Regions from separate parts of the Mus musculus genome. Here region 1 is linked to region 2. A link is a contact called in public HiCAR-type data. All regions are on one chromosome and are shown on one strand. Each heading gives the region's core, a stretch centred on a gene start, on an enhancer-like site or on the middle of the called end of the contact. The rest is flanking DNA. Distances are from core to core; before and after follow the strand shown. Region 1 overlaps Tbl1xr1 (transducin (beta)-like 1X-linked receptor 1). Region 2 overlaps Gm31813 (a long non-coding RNA gene).

Region 1 (6,486 bases), core at 3,352-5,851, 220 kb before region 2:
TGGACCTAGAGAGAGCAGTGAAACACAACACGCAGAGGTTTCCAAAATGAGGGAGAATCAGCAACATGGAAATTCTCCACAAAAAAAAAAAAAAAAAAATTAGAAACAGGAAAAACACTATTAATAGATTCACAAAGAGGAGTATCAATAACAGAGAAATATTAGAGAGAAAATTCCATATCCAATACTCAAAAAGGGAAACAGGTGAGCGAGTATGACAAGACAGTCATGATACAATCCAGAGACCTGACATCAACTGACCAGAAGCTGAAACTCAAACTATGGGCATGGGAAACCTATTCAATAAGATTATACCAGAAAATATTTTCAGATTTGAAAAACAATGATATATATAAAAGATAGGAAGCATTTAAACTCCAATCAAAATCAAACAGGATCAGAAAACCTCTTTATAATGCATCATAGTCCACAACACAAAAGTCAGTATTAAAGGCTGCAAAGGGAAAGCACATTACCTACAAACGGAAGCGCATTCCAATAACACCCAACACTCATCAGAAACTCTAACGGCCAACAAAGCATGGGATGTTATGTTTCAAACAATGAAAGCAAATATAGCAAGACATTGCTATATCCATCAAACCTACCTTTTAAAGAGGGTAGGGAAACAGAATGCTGTAGGGAAGCACGGGCTAAGATAGTCCACAACCACCAGCATGGCAGAAATGCTATGCACAGAGACATAATGCATAGGGGGAAATGCAGACACCATCCATCATAATATCAACAGATAAACAAAGGAGAGCTCAGAAATGAATCCACTAGTCCAACACAAAAGTCAAATATATTTAGGAACGGGGGTTGGGGGGAGGGCTCAATGCATATATAAGCAGGGAAAGAAAAAAGCAAACAATAAAACCCAACTAACCAAAAAAATAACCAATGAAATGACATAAATCAGAAAACCCCTCTCAATGACATTATTAAGTGTAAACTGCCAAAAGTCACCAAGAGGCATACAAACTACCTGAATGAGAGAGATAGAAAAACACCTCACCAGCAAAGCCACTCACAAACTGACAACAGCTAAAAGTCAACATATCTGACTTTATAAAAGAAACTCCAAAGCCAAGTTATACATGACTTCATACATGAGTCATACATGAGACTTCAAGTCAAAATTAGAAAAAAGAAAAAAGACTACTTCACATAAAAAAAAGGGAACAATTCTACAAGCAGATGTAGTAATTCTTAGGTTAGCTACCCTGCTTTGTATATTGGCAGTAGCCATTGAGTTTATCTTCTGACCTAGACATATACGTGTGTGTGTGTGTGTGTGTGTGTGTGTGTGTGTGTGGCCCAGGTGTCATGGAAGAAGGAAGTACTTGCTTTTTGCCTGCTTGTTCTTGCCTTGTTAGCATTCACTGGCATCACAGTCTACTTCTTTGGGATACCAGCACATACTGAAAAACAACGGAGACGACTAGCCTAGTAGACTGAGGTCTACTGGATTCTTGGACTCTGAGTTAACACCCAGCCATTGGTGGATTAGCTAGACTACAGCCTGTAAATTATTCTAATAAATCTCATTCTTATATATAGATTCATTTTAAAAGTTCTATTACTCTAGAAAAGACTAATACAGTCTCGCACAAGGAAATGTCTATGATCAGAATGAGTCACTGCTGAATTCTACCAAACCATTAAGTTTAAGATAAGTATTTCTCAAACGAAGCAGAAGAGAATATATACTACTGAATTTCATTCTAAAAAACAGGTGTTGTTGCTGGTATCAAAACCAGATGACACAACAAAAAGGAAAGTTATAGATCTAGTTCTGTGATAAACACAGATGTGAAAACTTTCAATTATCTGCCAGCAAATCAAATTTAAGAATACATTACAATGAACATATACCACATTAATTAAGTTTCTTCTATGAAGGCAAGGTTTGCTCAAATACATAAGTTTAAAGATGTATTACAACACATAAATAGACTTAAAAATAGAAACCACATGGTCATCTCAATGCGCTATGACAAAATTCAAAATCCTGTCCTGATAAAAAGTCCTCAAGGATTAAACAATGAAAAGACAGCACACAGCAGAGCCAAGGCTATGCATGACAAAAATATTAGCCAACAATAGACAGGAAAAAAAAAATCCTCCAAAATCTGCAAAAGGACTAGAGTGTCCCCTCTCATCACTTTCATTCATCAAAGTATTCTCTTAGCTAGAGCAGTAAGAGAATTAAAAGATAGACAATTTATCTATATTTGCTTATTAAACACACCTAAAGACTTGACCAGAAATGTCCTAAGCCCACAGGATACAAATATACATATATATCATATCAGTAGCTTTCCTATAAGTCAATTAGCAAACTTTGTAAATAAAAAAAAAAAATCAAAACAAATATCCTGTGATAGTTTAAAAATAAATAAAACACCCACCAATGGACCTACACAAAAAAGTAGAAGGAAGACCTCTGCATGAAACTTTTAAGATCTGAAAGATACTGAATTTTTTTTTACTGTATTGAAAGACCTTCTACACTCATAGACAGGTGGAAGTAATATTCTGAAAAAATAATGTACCAAAAGGTGCTACAGCAGATCCAATGCCAGTGCCTACCAAAATTTTAGTTTTTCACAGAACTAGAGTTCATATAGAAACATAAAATACTCCAAAGAGCCAAAGGAACCTAAACACAAAGAATACTACTGGAAAGCCAGGACTGATGGTACATCTGTGATCCCAGCACTTGGGATGGTGAGGTAGGGGCATCACTAGTACTTTGAGCAGCCTGGGCTACAAAGTAACCTCCAGACCAACCTGGTTCAAAGAAAGACCACTACTGTCAACACAATTCAGCAGGGTCTAGGGAGATGGCTCACTGAGTGCTCACTCTTCCAGAGGACCTAGGTTCATTTCCCAGCAACCACATGGTGGCTCACAACCATCTAGAACTCCAGTTCCAGTGGATCCAATGCCCTCTTCTGGACCCCATGGGCACTGCACACACATATTATACAGATAAAAATGCAGACAAAACACCTGTACACAAAGACATTTAAAAAAGGAAAAAAAAGAAAAAGAAAAAAAGGAAGAAAGGCGGGAAGAAGGAAGGAAGGAAGGAAGGAAGGAAGGAAGGAAGGAAGGAAGGAAGGAAGGAAGGAAACTAACACTGACCCAAAACATTTTAATGCCTGACCTCAAATCACTCCACAGACAACATGGTACCTGAACAGAGTTACCCCACTATGAAATTTATAACAAAAGCATAAAAATATACATGGGAAAAGGCCTCTCCAAATAATGGTGCAGGGAAACTAGATATTCCCATGCAGAATAAAAATAGATTCTCATCTCTCACCTTGCACAAAAATCAACTCATACTGGATCACAGACCTTAATGTAAGATCTAAAACACTAAAATGTTGAATAACTTTCTGAAACAACTCCAATAGCACAGGAAATCGCCTCCATATCTGGCAAATGGGAAAACATGAAATTAAAAGGCTTCTGAACAGCAAAAGAAACAACTGTCAGTAATAAAAGTCAGTGTGAAGAATAGGCAGAGGTGTGTAAAATCACCTCCAACAGTACATTAGAGAGGCTAGTGTCTAGAATATATAAAGAAAATAAGACCTCCCAATTACTACTGAATACATTCTCAAAACAGTGAGGCTGAAATGATGGCTCAGCAGTTAAGAGCCCTGGGTGTTCTTTCTGAGGACCTAGGTTCAGTATCCAGCACCCATATAGTACCTCATAACAGTCTTATGACTACAGTCCCAGAGGATCCATCCTCCTCCACTGGTCTCTGAGGGCATAGCATGCACAAAAGTGTAAACACACATGCATGTAAAAACCCTTGCACACAAAATTATTATTATTATTATTATTATTATTATTATTATTAATTGTTATACACATTTTTAAATTGTATGTATTCTAAATATTTGAAAAACTGTTCAATAACCTTATCAATTTGGGGAATACAGTAGTGCTGAGATTCCAATGCACCACAAAAAGAATGGCTAACAGCAAGAGAATAGCAAACACATGCTGAGAAGTGGGAGAGAGTAACCCCTCCACTGCTGGTAGGAAAAATAAGTATAGCCACTATGGAAATCAAAAACTGTCACCTGACCCAGACATAACCTTTCTGGGCATGTCGTAGAAACGTCTACATACCACAGAGCAATACCCAAGAGATAGAACCTGCCTAGATGCCTTATAAACTGATAAAAAAGATAAAGAAAATGTGATTAATGTACAAAATAGAATTTTATTTAGCCTTACAAAACACTGAAATCAAGACATTTACAGGAAAACATATATTCCACATCTGTGCTAAGATAACTCTGACTTGGAAAAGTCAACTACCACATTTTCTCCCTATGCAAATCCTAGAATTTAGTTCTTTTACAAGTATTATTAGGGGTGGGGATGTCCTAGAAAGGGGTCCTTGAAAGAGAAGAAGAGAGCTTAAGGAGGAGGAAGGTACATGAATTCAAGTCAGAGAAGCAAAAAGTTGCCAACAAAAAGAGGTGGGGGGAGAACAGCAGGAGTCAGGAAATGGAAGCAACTGGAGAAGTTCAGTAAGAACAAAGTATGAGTGAGAGCAGAGTAAGGAAACCTATTGCTTTGTATGCTAACTGTAAAGCCCAAGTACTAAGCCAGCTTAGTAAAATGGCTTAGCAGCAGAAGGCCAATCCTGCAAAGGCTGACATGGCTGGATCCCTAGGAAGGAGAACCAACTCCATAAAGTTGATACCTGACTTCTACCCATGAGTCAGGATGTACACACACATATAAACATTTAAAAATAAGAGTAATAAAACATTAAACTTTATAAATAAAAATGAAAGTTTCATAGTTAGGTTATCTTTGTGGTGATTAAACACCATGACTAAAGCAACTTGAGAAGGAAAAGGATTATTCAGTTTACACTTCCCATCACTGCTTATCATTGAAGAAGTTAGGGCAAGAATTCAAACAGGCCAAGAACCTGGAAGCAGGAGCTGAGGCAGAGCCCATGAAGGGTGCTGCTTATTAGCTTGCTCCTTAGAATTCCTTCAGCCTGCAATGTGATAGGACCCAGGACGACCACCTCAGGGGAGGCCTACCCACTATGGACTGGGCCTCCCCCTCAATCACTAAGAACAGGACTTAGCAGGCCTCACTGCGGCCCAACCTTAGGAGACATCTTCTCAGTTGACGTTCTCACTTCTATGCTCACTCTAGTTTGTTTCAGGTTGATATAAAACTAGTCAGCAGAGAAGATGGAATGACTCTTTCAGATCTACAAAAGTAGACTAATAACCAGCAGTTCTGCTGCATAAGAAACGTTCTACTAAGGCAGAACGCAATACCAGATGGATCCATTTACCATACAGTGGATAATGGGGTGAGGAGAATGGTAAGCCCTTAAGTAGCACTTCAAGGTGGGTGGTGAGTTTAAACGCCTACACCATAGAGCTTGACCTAACAGCCTAAAGCAGTAAGCCGGTACAATGAAGTGTTTCTATTAATCCAAAGCAGAGAGGGAAACTAGCTCAACAAGCAAGACCACTCCACATCATACATAAGCAGACCTCACATATAATCAGACTGAAAACAAATCAAGAGGGAAACACACAGACCATGCCAGCTCCACTACAGAGAGAGATGAAATGACAGCAGAAACATCAGGTACACAGACTGTCAGAGCACAGAATATGAGCACGGTAAAAAAGTAATAATAAAGGGCCACCACAACACAGAGGAAAAACAAAACACTAAGCGTTCATAAACCTCATCCTATTACTTCAAAATCAATAAAGCAAAAACAAAGTTCCACAAAGAAACAGAACTTAGGGCCGAGCAAGTTAAGTATCTTATTCTCTGTTACTGACTAAAGAGGGAACAGAAAAATCAGGAAATGCTAAATAAAAGATTTGAATATTATCAAACAAACTGGCCTAACAGATGTGAGAACAGTGAAATAAAATCAGCAATCAGCATTGGAGAGTTCTCAGGAAAGTAAAATCATCAGAAACTGAATAATGTGCTCCTAACAGTCAGTTATTCTAAGAAAATATTGGGCTGGGTGGCACAGGCTGAGAATCCCAGGGACACAGGGGCAGAAGAAGTTCAAGTTCCAGGCCAAACTAGGGTATATGTTTAGACCTGTCTCAGAAGGGGGGGATGGGAGGTGATCAGGTGATAGAAGTCTTGAGAGATGATGCCCACAGAATCTATTGTTACCTAGAAAAATAAGTTGGATGTACAGCCTCAAGACTATTTGCCTAGCAGAGTGAGGCCCTGGCTTCAACCTTCAGGACCACTGAGAATATAGCTTATATATATGTGCCCATATATATGTGTGTGCGTGTGTGTACATGTGTGTGTACATGTATGTATGTGTATGTACACGATTCAGTGGGTGAGGGAAATGCCTTTATGCACGGCAGCTCTCTATAAAAGCTGGAGGACAGAATGGCTTACATCACGCAGATCTGGAGAAGTCAAGTTTAT
Region 2 (6,742 bases), core at 4,110-6,609:
ACATCCTACATAAATAGTAAATAAATGTAAGTAATACAAAAATTAAAAAGGTCCTTTCCATATTAACAACAGATACAAACACCTGTGTGTGGTTTTCATTGCTTCTTCAGTTGCTCTCCCTGCTTACTGAAAGGGCAACAGTGCTACCCTGAATACAGCACTCTGTTTCTAACCAGGGTGCTGCAAGCAGGGCTCTGTCTACTCATAGGTATCTGGTAGAATTGCTGCTTCCAGTGTTCCTAGTGGCCTTGCTTTCTGGTTATGCAGAAACCTAGCTCAGCATTCTCTTAGGAGCAAGGGCTCAGCACTGGCTAATTCCGTGTTCTTTTTCCCCTGAGCTGAAGAATGAGAAACAATGATAACTGACCTTGACTTGTAACCAGATGGGATTTATAATCTTGACTGTAGAATTGGCTTGATGCTTAACCTAATTTGGCAAAGCCACGGTCTCATGTTGCCTATTGCTTCTTTCTTGCATCTATATCCCCTAGACAGTAATGCTTGATTCAGACTGGAGTCCTCATGAAGTAACTGAATACAGGCTTTTACACTGCAGATTTCCTTCCTCAGGCCCTACTAGCTTCACACCGACTTTCTACCTTGATGTCACACATCACCTTCTGTGTTAGGGAACAGATTAAACCCTGGGTTGATCAGGTTCCTATGGTCTTGTAGAATCCACGATTTCTCAGCTTCTAATACCAATTAATTCTGTTAAGGAATGTCTTATTTAAGAAGAGGGAAGGGCTGTGAGCTGGCTCATTTGGGAAATTGCTTGTCATGCAAGCATCTAAATCTAAGGACCTGAGTCTGGATCCTCAATAGCCATGCAAAAATCTAGGCATGACAGTGCTAGACCATAATCCCAGAACCGGAAAAGCAGAGAGAGGCTGATTCCGGGAACTCTCTGGCCTGAATGGGTTCAGCCTGAGACTCTGTCAAAAATTAAGCTGGAAAGCAATTGAGAAGACATTTCATTAGCTTCTGTAAGCATGTATCCACACACATGGCTGTACAACACACACGTGTGTACTTCCCCACAGAGAACATAATTACCATGATTATTTTTCCTCGGTGGCAAGTATCTCATCCATTGAGTCACTTACAGAGCTCAAGTCCATCCTCTGTAGGAAGACAAAATGTTACCCTTCTGTGAGCAGCCCTGCAACCCTCCAGTTTAGTTCTTATATGTATAAAATAGTCATAACAATAATAATAATAATAAGCATTTTCTGGAAAGGCAAGAGCATATTTGTGTTTATAGTCCCAGAGACAAGAGAGGTTTCATTTACTTTCCATTCTCCTTCCTTGTCTTCTGCACTGGTCAAGATTTCAGCCATAGACTTTCACGTGTTCATGTTAAACACTTTCACATTCTTCTCCATGTATCATCTAGTAACTGACTCTGATTTATTCTCTTCGCTAAGGCCCTGGGAATGGCTAGTATCTGGGAATCAGGGGCACCTTCAGGGTACCAGACATTTCCTGGAGCCCTGTTAAATACCATATTCCTAAATTGTCTAGTCACAGATGGTAACTGCATGCCACTGGGCTTCTGTGACTTGCTTCTAGGTTCTCATTTGACCTGGATCGACCGTTTTGCTTATTATCAGCCCTTCTTGACCTGGGCATTGCATTTGTGGTTCCTTGAGTAGTGTCTTTGTGGGAGCTGCCTCTCCTCTCTAGTCTGACTCACTTGTTCCTGTGACCCTGTACACTCTGTCAGTGAGTAGATCACGGAACCCACTGTTCTGTAAGGTCTGCATGTGTTATTATCATCTTTCCCTTCCATGCTCCAAAACACTAGAGAACCACTTGGCATTTAGCAGGTGTTTAATAGATGGCCACTGAAGGCAGGAGTGACAGGTTAATGAATGGTGAAAGATAGACTGGTCATGAGACAGGCCATTGCCATAGGAACCGGCCCACACAGTGTCCTTGGTGTGGCACAGAGCACCCATATGGAGTGTTTACTCAGGGTGTGAACACCTACCTCCTAGGATTTCAGTACTCACTTGGCTGAGCAACACTGAAGGTCTCCTGGAATAGTTGCTAGAGAATTAAAGAGTTTCAGCTGGGGTATCTAGTAGTTGCTTGTCTTCATAAACATTGGGGTAATATATACCTGGCAGGGTCAGGTGGGTGGGTGTGACCTCATGTACACATTTTTCATGTGACAAGTTTTCCATAGTTGTTAAATATTAATTATTGCAAAGGTCCTAGAAATAATAATATTGCTTTGAAAATTAAGATTCTTGGGCTGGTGATGTGGCTCAGTGGGTAAGAGCACCCGATTGCTCTTCCGAAGGTTCAGAGTTCAAATCCCAGCAACCACATGGTGGCTCACAACCATCTGTAACGAGATCTGATACCCTCTTCTGGTGCGTCTGAAGACAGCTACAGTGTACTTACATGTAATAAATACATCTTTAAAAAAAAAAAAAAAGAAAAGAAAATTAAGATTCTTTGTCCAGGTCACTGTAAACAAAGATGTCTCCCACAGACCCGGTAGACTAGATGACTTGACGCCCCAAGCAAGATCTCAAGCTTTGAAACCTGAAATAAAGAGAGGACAGGATTGTAAATGAAAAATGGGACAGAGCTGCAACTAATTAATTCTGGAGGGCAACTACTAGCGACCCAAAGATGTCAGCTTCCTAATTTTGGAAGTGGTACATGTTAATGTTAAGTTGCAAAATGGGGAGGACGATGAGCAATGTGTGAACACTTTCTAATTTACCATTTTGATTTTTTCTATAAATGTACAATTATTCCAAAATGAAGAGTCTGTTTAAAAAAACAAGAGAACCATATAACATACTTTATTTCTTTTTAAATAATATTTTTATTTTCGACAATGGCATATATTTATACAATGTCTTTTGATCAAACCCATCCATCATTAACCTCCCTCCAACTCATCCTATTGCTCCTCTCCCACACCTCTTTCCTGACCTCATGCCTTCTTTCTTTATTTGTATTAATAACCTCCTGAGGCCAATTAATGCTGCCCATATGCACATAGGTGTGGGGCCATTCACAGGGCCATAGGCAAACTAATATCTGCCATGTTCCATTTTATTTCTTCTTAAATCCATAGTTAAGTGACAGAGAAAGCTTCTGAGAAGAAAGAAGCAAGAGAAAAGGAGCCGTCATGGCTTACTTTGTACTGGGAACTCTGGTGCCTTATAACATAACACGTCCAAGTGTAACAAAGCTATCTAAGAGAAAAGCACTCAATTAGGAACAAACAAATCTATAAAAACAGAAAGAGGGGATGAAGCCGAGTCGCTTATAATCCCAGTGAAAGTGGAAGCAGGGAGATCAGGAGTTCAAGGTCATCTCTGGCTGTATGTGGGGCCTAGGGCAGGCTACAGTACCTGCTTTAAAACAAAAAGCATTTATTTTGAAGGTTTTATAATGTATGCTGGCAGTTTTTTGTTTTGTTTTGTTTTGTTTTAAAGATAAAGGCATTTTCTTTCTTGTTTTCTTTTTAAATAGTAAAAACCTAACAACTCCGAGCTTGGTAGAGACCCTGTTTCAAGAGCAAAAAGGAAGAAGGGAGAAGAAGAAGATGGGTAATGTTCTCCTACCGTTAAAACTCTCCCGCACTTGTCTGCCTTTGGAGATTTCTGTGCCAAATTCAACAGTTAAGACTTTGGTGATGGGAAAGATGACGCTTTTCTTGTCCTCTTTGTGTATGTTCAGCTGTGTGTCCATGCACACTTGTGTATCCGTGAAATGCATGTTTGTGCGCATGCATGAGTAAGCCTGATGTCAGTCTCAGGTTTAATTCTTCAGGAGCTATGTATCATGTTTTTCTTAAAGGCAGTGATTCTTACTGGAACCTGGGGCTTGCCCATTAGGCTATGCTGGTTGGCCAGTGAACCCCAGGGATCCACCTGTTCCCACTTGCCCACTGCTTAGATTCACCAACCATCACACCAGACGTTTTACATGGGTAATAGGGATTGAAGTCAGGTTCAAATGTTTACACGGGATGAACTTTTCCTGAGTGGGCCGTCTCTGTAGCCCCACCATGGGACACTTCACTTATCCTTTTTATTCACCATCAAATGTATATATATTTTTTCTGAAAATATTAGCCTTTTGCATTTGACATGTATTGCCAGAGAAGTCACAGGGTAGAATTCTGTAGCCATCTATCAAGGCTTGAGGAGACATGCAAATGTTCTGTGTACCGACTGAGAGGTACTCTGAGCGCATATCACCATTAGTGAAGTGTGATTAGGCAGAGAATGGAATTTTACACTGCTTACCTCTTCTGACTTTTTCATTTGCAGTCCAGCCTTAGCTCATCGGGTACAGATCGGTTTACATCCTTGAATGTGCGTGAAACCAACCTGGGGCTCTTTGGAGCTCTTAATTGCTGTGTGATTTGATATCACAGTGCAGTGAAGCTAGGCAAGCTAATTGTTTTCCTGACTGAATTTCATCCCTCCCTCCCTCTGCCTGGAGGAGGGGATAAAGCAAAAAACAAAGCAGGGAATGTCTCTGGGCTGCACATCTTTCCTTTCCAGCAACATCATTTGTGATGGGTAGCAGCCTCGTCATCACACAGTCGATCATGATGAGGGATAATTATAATCCTTAAGTGGTTTCAGCTTTGGGTTGTTAGTAGTGGGAGCAAAATGAGGATGGGTGGGAGTGTGAAAGACAAATATGGTTTACTCAGCTTTAGTGTTCTCTTGCAGCATTTCAGAAATAGAAGAAAGACATTTCTCTGTGCGTCTTGCTGGGGAGCGGAGTTATAGTTCATAGCTACATTGTGTGATGTGAAACACGTACTGGACTAAAATTTATGGAAACAAATTAAATATTTGATTAATCACTTTAACTATTGATCAATTTGTATGGCTTCCTGTACATTGCCTTTTTCATAGCAATCAATAACGTGGGTGATGTATAAACAACATCTTCTGCAATAAATAATTATATTATGTAATGCGGGTTAAATTTAGAAATTGCTGTTTTATTGCATTTCTTCCTCATAAAATGTAGTGCCAAATAGTAATTGACACCGAGTTAGAGGTTTGTAATGCTTTACTTCAAATTTAATCCAGGAATTCTCTCAGAGGATTTACAGAAAGAGATCCCTGGAGCAAGAGCAAGGATGGGAAGCAGGGAGTACCTGAGCCAGGAGGCGGGGGGGGGGGGGGGGGAGGTCAAGACGTGATTGGTGGGGAGGGAAGGAGGGGCAGAGAAATTGAGAAGCCTGGTGTGGCAGATTGTCTCTTTTAGAACCCAGTAAGCCATTGTGATGGAAATGGACATCAGGCAAGGCAGAGTTCAGTTGCAAAAGGCTGAGATTGGAGCCCAGGCCCCCAGGAGGGCAAACTGCCTCTGACAATAAGATGGGAGATTTATTAGGAAGAAACACAAAGCTCTTTCCCTCTCCCTGGTGTTTCTAAAGCATTTAGCCTGCCAGGAGAACCAAGGCTTCTGTTAGCACTAATCACTTCCGGAGCGTCCCCAGTTGCTTTGAGACTAAATGTCTGCTGGCCACGAATCAATTCTCTCCCCACCCCCACCCCAAGGATTAGCTGTTTCATCTTTACGTAGATAATTCAATCATCTCCAAGAGAAATGGAGGCGACCGAAGCAGCTAGAAGCAGAACCAGGGAGCACAGTACACTCTTGTTTGCTCTGGAAGGACACCCTATTCCAAAGGAGAAGGTGGTAGTGGGACTATTTGCAGCACTGTTATCTGAAGGGGCCTTCCGTTGAAAATTATGCAGTAGCTGTATTTGGACCATTCTTTTTTTTCTTTTTTTAATATATTTTTTATTAGGTATTTTCTTAATTTACATTTCAAATGCTATCCCTATACCCTCCACCCCCACCCCGGCCCGGCCCTGCTCCCATACCCACCCACTCCCACTTCTTGGCCCTGGCGTTCTCCTGAGGAATATAAAGTTTGCTAGACCAAGGAGCCTCTTTCTCAATGATGGCCGACTAGGCCATCTTCTGCCTCATATGCAGCTAGAGACACGAGCTGGGGGTACTGGTTAGTTCATATTGTTGTTCCACCTATAGGGTTGCAGACCCCTTCAGCTCCTTGGGTATTTTCTCTAGCTCCTCCATTGGGGACCCTGTGTTCCATCCAATAGATGACTATGTGCATCCACTTCTGTATTTGCCAGGCACTGGCATAGCCTCACATGAGACAGGTATATCAGGGTTCTTTCAGCAAAACCTTGCTGGCATATGCAAGAGTGTCTGGGTTTGGTGACTGATTATGGGATGGATCCCCGGATGGGGCAGTCTCTGGATGGTCCATTCTTTCGTCTTAGCTCCAAACTTTGTCTCTGTAACTCCTTCCATGGGTATTTTATTCCCTATTCTAAGGAGGAATGAAGTATCCACACGTTGGTCTTCCTTCTTCTTGAGTTTCTTGTGTTTTGCAAATTGTATCGTGGGTGTTCTAAGTTTCTGATTCTAAGTTATAAACCCCAATAGATATGCTTTCTAAATCATAGCACACATTTGGGAAGAAGAGGCGTGTGAGGGGAATGAAAGCATATGGTAGGCGTGATCTGACCTTAGTACTGGGAAAGGGCAAGAAGGAAATCCAAAATTTTATACATGAATACACTCATGAATAAGCGCTCTAAAATAGAACTGGCAAAATGACTCAGGAAGTAAGACAGCAAGTCTGGCAATGTGTGTTCAATCCCCAGAACCCATGGGAAAGGTGGAAGAGAAAACAGAGTCCACAGCG

Evidence for each region. HiCAR-type assays count read pairs that join an accessible place to other places.
Region 1: a contact with region 2 is called in a HiCAR-type map of embryonic stem cells, with 3 times the contacts expected there. The contact joins two enhancer-like sites. A contact is called at or near these places in 1 of 484 Hi-C or Micro-C datasets (liver), 2 of 115 datasets of contacts at active chromatin or transcription factors (embryonic stem cells and pancreatic cancer cells) and 1 of 9 other capture datasets (liver).

Annotation. Positions count from the first base shown.
Region 1 is chr3:22,106,271-22,112,756 of GRCm38.p6, reverse strand. The region is part of intron 1 of Tbl1xr1 (transducin (beta)-like 1X-linked receptor 1); the gene reads right to left. Among named protein-coding and RNA genes, the nearest start is that of Tbl1xr1, 33 kb to the right of the region's middle. Within about 2 kb of position 4,601, at least 8 of the 459 cell types and tissues checked have an H3K27ac peak or open chromatin away from gene starts, as enhancers often do. A contact at or near this core is called in embryonic stem cells, where this site is marked.
Region 2 is chr3:21,890,933-21,897,674 of GRCm38.p6, reverse strand. Gm31813 (a long non-coding RNA gene) reads left to right here. Exons shown (of 8, transcript XR_001783797.2): 4 at 3,502-3,578. Among named protein-coding and RNA genes, the nearest start is that of Gm31813, 70 kb to the left of the region's middle. Within about 2 kb of position 5,359, at least 67 of the 459 cell types and tissues checked have an H3K27ac peak or open chromatin away from gene starts, as enhancers often do. A contact at or near this core is called in embryonic stem cells, where this site is marked.